Regions from separate parts of the Mus musculus genome. Here region 2 is linked to region 1. The links are chromatin contacts, called in public HiChIP or PLAC-seq maps. All regions are on one chromosome and are shown on one strand. The core of a region is the stretch at or near the end of the contact, and the rest is flanking DNA. Distances in the headings are between cores, read along the strand shown.

Region 1 (3,045 bases), core at 140-2,639:
CAGTTCCACAGAAAGCCTTGTGCTCCCTGCCTCCTCCTGGCTCAGACACTGGTCCAAGCACTCACAGCTGCCCACCCTCCTTGCCTAGCACAGAGCCCTGGGCTCCATCCCCAGCAGCACACAGAACAGGCAACAGCCCTCCCTTCACTTTGGGTTCCAGAGCTTAGGAGGTGGAGCTGGAGGCATAGGGATTAGAACGTCATATTTGGTTGCAGTCAAAGTTCGAGGCTAGCCTGGGCTACGTAAGACCCTGTCACATTGAAAGGAAAAAAAATCGAAAAAAAATCTCTCTGTCTCTGTCTCTCTGTCTCTCTGTCTCTCTCTCTCTCTCTCTCACACACACACACAGAGGCAGAGAGAGACAGAGAGACACAGAGGAACCATAAATCTAAAACAAATGAAGGTAGAGGGGTCTGGAGAGATGGCTCAGTGATTCCAGCAATGGCAGCTGGAGACCAGGGTTCTGTAACTCCAGTTTCAGGGCATGGATTGGCCTTTCCTAGCCTGAGTGGGCCCTGACCTCTGCGGTACACAGACAAACCATTCAGGCGGAAACCCCCATACAGAAAATAATAAAAAATATTTTTAGGGCTGAAGAGATGGCTCAGTGGTTAAGAGCAGTGGCTGCTCTTCCAGAGGTCCTGAGTTCAATTCTCAGCAACCACATGGTGGCCTACAACCATCTGTACTGGGATTCAATATCCTTTCCTGGTGTGTCTGAAGATAGCGACAGTGTACTCATAAGTAAATAAACAAACAAACAAATCTTTAAAATGACTTTTATCTTGCATTCAGGCCCTGGGCTCAGGGAGCCTCATTGTCCCTTTTCAGAGCAGGGACCTCAGTCCCCAGCTCCTGCACTGAGCCCAGTCCCGGCCTACTCACCTCAGTCCACAGGAAGGACAGGGCCGTGCCACTCCGCCTCATGGTGCAGGCTTCTGTGATGACAGGGATCAGTGAGACCAGGTCCCAGCCAGTTGCTGGGCCACCCCACGCCCCCAGAGCCCAGAGCCACATCAGCAAGGCAGCGAAGTCACAGCTGCCTGGCGAGGCTGCTGCAGGTACTCCCGCCCAAGCTCCCTACCCTGGCCAGCCCTAGGGACTAGAATCCTGGGTCCAGGTCACCTAGGAGAACCGTTCAGCGCCCGGAGGGACTCTTGCGCTTTGTGGGGTTTCTGAGAGCCGAGTTTCATGAGAGGTAGGCCTTCTCACACTGACACAGGTGTGGTACTCACTTCCAGCTGCTCCTGTGGGGACCTGCGCTGTGAGTGTGCTCTGTGACCTCCCAGGAGCAGAGGACAGACGGTCCTATCCCACTCCCAGCTGGGTTCTTTAACTGAGCACCAGACTAGACCCGAGCCAGGAGGCACCCTCGGGACTGGAGGAGGGGGTAAGGGCAGAGTGACCACAAGGGCAGGGAGGTGTGTGTGTGTGCCCAAGTGTGTGACCAAAACAGGGCTGAGGGGGAGGGGAGGAGAGGGGTGAGTGGCCAGGCAAAGGTTTACTTGTTAATGTGTTTACACCTGACAGAGGACAGAAATAGCCTGAGACTGAGGCATTACGTTAGTATTTTGGGGTACCAATCAAGGCACCCCAAGGCTTTAGGAAAGCTGTTCTGCTATGCTGTGCTGGTCCAGGCAGCTGATGACACTCTCTGGTCAAACCTTACCCACAAGTTAGAGCTGCAGTCAGAAGTGGGAAAGCCAGGGAGCTGGGACTGGAAGATGGAATGTGGCCTGGGCCTAGGAGATCTTGAGGCCACTCCAGTCTGTGGCTGTGAAGCAAGTTAATGTTTCACCCTACACCCCTCCCCCACAGACAGGCCAGGAGACCTCTCACCACCTACTCCAGTGGTCATCAGAGCGTGACCTGCTGTGGGTGGAGGTCACTTCAATCTGCTGTCAAACATCATAGCAACGAGGGAGACACCCTCACCTGTACTGAAGAGTGGGTCCTGTCTCACCCTAAAGTCGGCTGTCTGAAGGGTTACCAGACTGGAGCCTGAGCCACTGAGGGAGTGGTGGAGAGCAGGGTGTGCAGAGAGGAGCTGAGGCAGCCAGCTCCTTCCTCCCCGTGACCTCTGCACAGCCCACTTGGTACCTCCTGCCCCAAGGTTTTGAAGATTGCTGGAAAACTCAGATCCTTCCAGCAGTCAGAAGACCCCTCTTCACTTCACGGCCAGGTAGGCCTCGATGTCTTCATCAGGAAATAGGCCCATGCCTCTCCTACTGTAGGGCCTTTTCGTGCCCTGAGTACTTGCCCTGGGTACTTGCTCTGGGTGGGCTTTTTTTTGTTTTTTGGTTTTTCGAGACAGGGTTTCTCTGTATAGCCCTGGCTGTCCTGGAACTCACTTGTTTTTTTGTTTTTTTGTTTTTTGTTTGTTTGTTTGTTTGTTTTTTGAGACAGGGTTTCTCTGTATAGCCCTGGCTGTCCTGGAACTTACTTTGTAGACCAGGCTGGCCTCAAACTCAGAAATCCACCTGCCTCTGCCTCCCAAGTGCGCTACCACGCCCGGCCCTGGGTGGGCTTCTTAAGTCATGTGGATTTGTAGCTTTCCCCAGGCTGCCTCCCGTTAGGTTAGGTCTTCCAGTTCCTTGGATAGTGGCCTCTGTCCTGCCAGGACACTGGGTCACACAGGTCCTGGCTGGGGGGGGGGGGGGTGAGGACAGCAGCCCTGTCCTCTGACCCTGAAATGACATGCTCTGATTGTCATCCCCCCTGAAAGCAGACTCGGGGTTAACAGTGTGACTCCGGATTAAGGCAAAGAGGTACTCAACCCGAGAGTCAGGAAGCAGCTCTGAATCGTGAGACTTTACTCAGTTTATGCTTATTTAGTTTTATTTTTTAATGTGTTTTGCCTGCGTGTATGTCTGTGTGTCACCTGTGAGCCTGACGACTGCAGAGGGCAAAAGAGGCCACGGGACCCCTGGGACTGGGGTTGCTTACATGTGGGTGCTGGAAACAGAACCCTGGTCCCCTGAAAAGCAGACAGTGCTCTTAACCACTGAACCATCTCTCCAGTCTCCCACAAAAAAAATTTTTTTT
Region 2 (3,010 bases), core at 380-2,879, 950 kb before region 1:
ATCTCAGTGGTTAGGAGTACTGGCTCCTCCAGAGGACCCAAGTTTGATTCCTAGCACCCACAAGGTGGCTCAGCACCACTGCAACCCCTGTGTCAGTGACCTGACACCCTCTCCTGGCCTGTGTGGGCACCAAGCACTGAGGTGGGACACAGACATACAAGCAGAACAGTCACAAATGTAAAATAAATGCAAATAAATTTTAATTAGAGCAGCAGAGGGCTGTGAAGATGGCTGGGTAGCTACCATGCTCCTGAGGTGCCTAAGGGAAGTGGAGGTGCCAGGGTGGCCGCCATTCTGTCTCCAAAGCCTACAGGAGGAGCTGCTGATACATACCTCCAGGCCCTTCTCCAGGAGCTGCCAGTCTAAGCTGTGAGCTTAGGGCCAGTAAGACACTGCTACCAACAGCTACAATGATGAATAAGTGACCTGTGCATGAGGAACAGCATCCAGGGTTGTTCACTGGGCTTACATGCACAGGTGTGTGTGCTCAGACACACTCACATACACACACACTATCAGATACAGACACATACACTCAGACACACAGATACACAAACACACACTCAGACATAAACACATACAGACACACTCATACACACACACTTATACAGACACAGACACACAAGCACAAACACACTCACATAGACACATACAGACACACTCACACACACAGACACATGGACACACACAAACATACTCACATGCACACACAGGCACATGCAAACTCTGTCTTACACACACACACACACACACATTCCACACATGGAAAAAAATCAAGAAGCTCTGCACAATATCCCAGTGAGCTCCTCCTGCCAAGCCTGAAGCCATGAATTCTATTCCTGGAACCCACATAGTGGAAAGAGAATCAAGTCTGGAAAGTTGCCTTCTGATCTCCATGGGCGCTGTGATATGTGTGTGCCTCATTTCTACACACATAAACAATGTAATGTATAAAAAAAATTTTAGATTTATTTTGCTTTCTGTGCATGTCTGTGGATGGTTGGGAGCTACCATGTGGGTGCGAGGAACAGAAGGCTGGGGTCTCTGGAAGACCAGCTGGTGCTCTTAACCTCTGGGCAGCTCTCCAGACCCAATAAACGTGTGTTTTTTGTTTGTTTTGGTTTTTAGAGATAGAATCTCACTATGCAGACTAGGATGGCCACAGACTCGCAGAGATCTATTACGTCCATGGCCCGCAAGAAGTAAAGTTATAAAATGGGCAGAGATATGTGCCTGTGGTAGAGTATATGCCTCATACGGGGAAGGTAAGGCACATGTCTCGCAAGTGTCAGTACCCGGATTAAAAAACAAACAAAAAAACCAATAAACAAACAGCTTCCTGCGGCACTGAAGATGGGGAATTGACAGCAAATAGCAGTTCTGTTACCCAGGAGAATGTAAAACAAGAGCACAGGTTAGGTGGCTCAGAGAGGAAATAGAAACGTGGAGACCTAGGTAGGTGGAGCACGGACAGAAATACTCATCGAGGCTGAGCCAGAAAGCAAAGGGCTTTGAAACAGATACGACCTGGCCTGGACTCCCCGCAGTTTACGAGCCCTTTAAGGCGTCTGCCCGGCCCCGCCCCGTCACGCGTCTCCGGCTCCGCCCACGCCGCAGCGTCAGAGCGCGTCAGGCGCTGTCCGCGCCCCCGGTGCTGAAGCGACATGGCCGGCGGCCGGGCCCCGGCATAAGCCCTGAGCCCCGCGCTGCACCCGCCGCGCTCTAGCCGCCTGGAGTCATGTCTCTGCTGTGCGTGGGAGGTAGGTTCTGCGTGGACGCGGGAAAAGTGCGGGGTGTGCGTGGATGAGCCGAGTCGGGCTGCACAGCAGGGGGACCCCCGGTGCGCGCTTCAGGGCGCACTTGGATCAGCCCTAGGTGCTCTTCCTGTCACTCACACGAGTGGATGAGGGACTCGGGGCGCCTGTGTAGACGGTTTATAGGCCCTGGTTGGGGCTGAGGAGACGGCGGACCGTGCGCGCGAGGGTGGGGCGTTTAGGGGTAATGGGCCCGGACTGAGCGTAGGAGCAACCTCTCCGATCCCCAGTATGCCCTAAACAGTGCAGCAGGCTCCGCGGAAGCTCGTGGCTCCCTCTTCGCCTCACCCCTAGGGCTGGAGGAAGGGAAGGAGATGTGGGGGAGCAGCTATTTTGGGGCCAAAACGCCATCTGCACCGAGGCCCACGCCCAGGCCCACGCTCCGCATTTGGAGAGTAGGGAGGGAATAACGGGAGAGGTGTGACCCCTGCACCCCTCGAAGTTCCGGGTGGGGCTAGGCACGGCTGCCAGGTAACTCTACAGCGGGAGACCTTGGGCGACCGACTGGCCATGTAGCGATGCGTGCCGATACCGTTGTGAGCTCTAGGTTTGGAGGGTGGGGGGTGAACCCCCTACTCCCTTTCCCCTTCCCACCTCCAGGAAGCTGTGTAAGGAAGAGGGCGAGTCTCCATCCCCTCAGAACCCAGGCGGCGGGAGACCTGGGCGGCGGTGTGCGGATTTGAGCTCCGCGGCTGTGTAGCCCTAGATGGCCCCGCCCCTCTGCCCCTCCCCCTCCCTGTCCCCCCCTCCCCCTCCGCTCGCTGCTCCATTCACAAACCCGGCCCAGCCCGCCCGCGCCCCGCGGTGCATCGCTCTAGTCTGTTGGACGCGGGTGTTCTTAAAGGAGCAGGAACTCTTTTCTCTGACCCTGTGCCTCGAAGGTTCCGACTGCCCAGGATTACTGGGTATCCGCGGCTTCCAGACCTGGGAAGTAAGCGGAGCTGAACGTGAAGGGGATCCTCACCTCGGGAGCTCCCTGAATCCCGTGTCCTCCCATCCTGCCTCCTGGGGCGGGGGGGGGGGGGCGCGTCACCCCAACTCTGACGCAAACCGGAGGCTCAGCTGTGGGGGTGGAGGGCGTGCAGCCTAAGAAAGGAGGCTTCCAGAAAGCCAGGCCCAGGAGACATTTGTACTGAATTCCCTGGATACCATGGTGGGCAGAACAGGGAATGAAGGGTAGGGCTCTGGGGAGAGGA

What was found. HiChIP or PLAC-seq counts read pairs in DNA pulled down with a chosen protein or histone mark.
Region 2: a contact with region 1 is called in a FOXA1 HiChIP or PLAC-seq map of pancreatic cancer cells. The contact joins the promoter of Unc13a here to the promoter of Pde4c in region 1.

Annotation. Positions count from the first base shown.
Region 1 is chr8:70,722,408-70,725,452 of GRCm38.p6, reverse strand. It overlaps Pde4c (phosphodiesterase 4C, cAMP specific), which reads right to left and starts at 1,389. Exons shown (of 17, transcript NM_001310465.1): 1 at 1,236-1,389; 2 at 886-938. The coding sequence starts at 927. Gm34255 (a long non-coding RNA gene) reads left to right here and starts at 925. Exons shown (of 3, transcript XR_379077.3): 1 at 925-1,061; 2 at 1,819-2,182. It overlaps Gm3336 (predicted gene 3336), which reads right to left. Exons shown (of 4, transcript NM_001195253.1): 4 at 2,818-3,045.
Region 2 is chr8:71,670,376-71,673,385 of GRCm38.p6, reverse strand. Unc13a (unc-13 homolog A) reads left to right here and starts at 1,629. Exons shown (of 44, transcript NM_001029873.2): 1 at 1,629-1,760. The coding sequence starts at 1,739.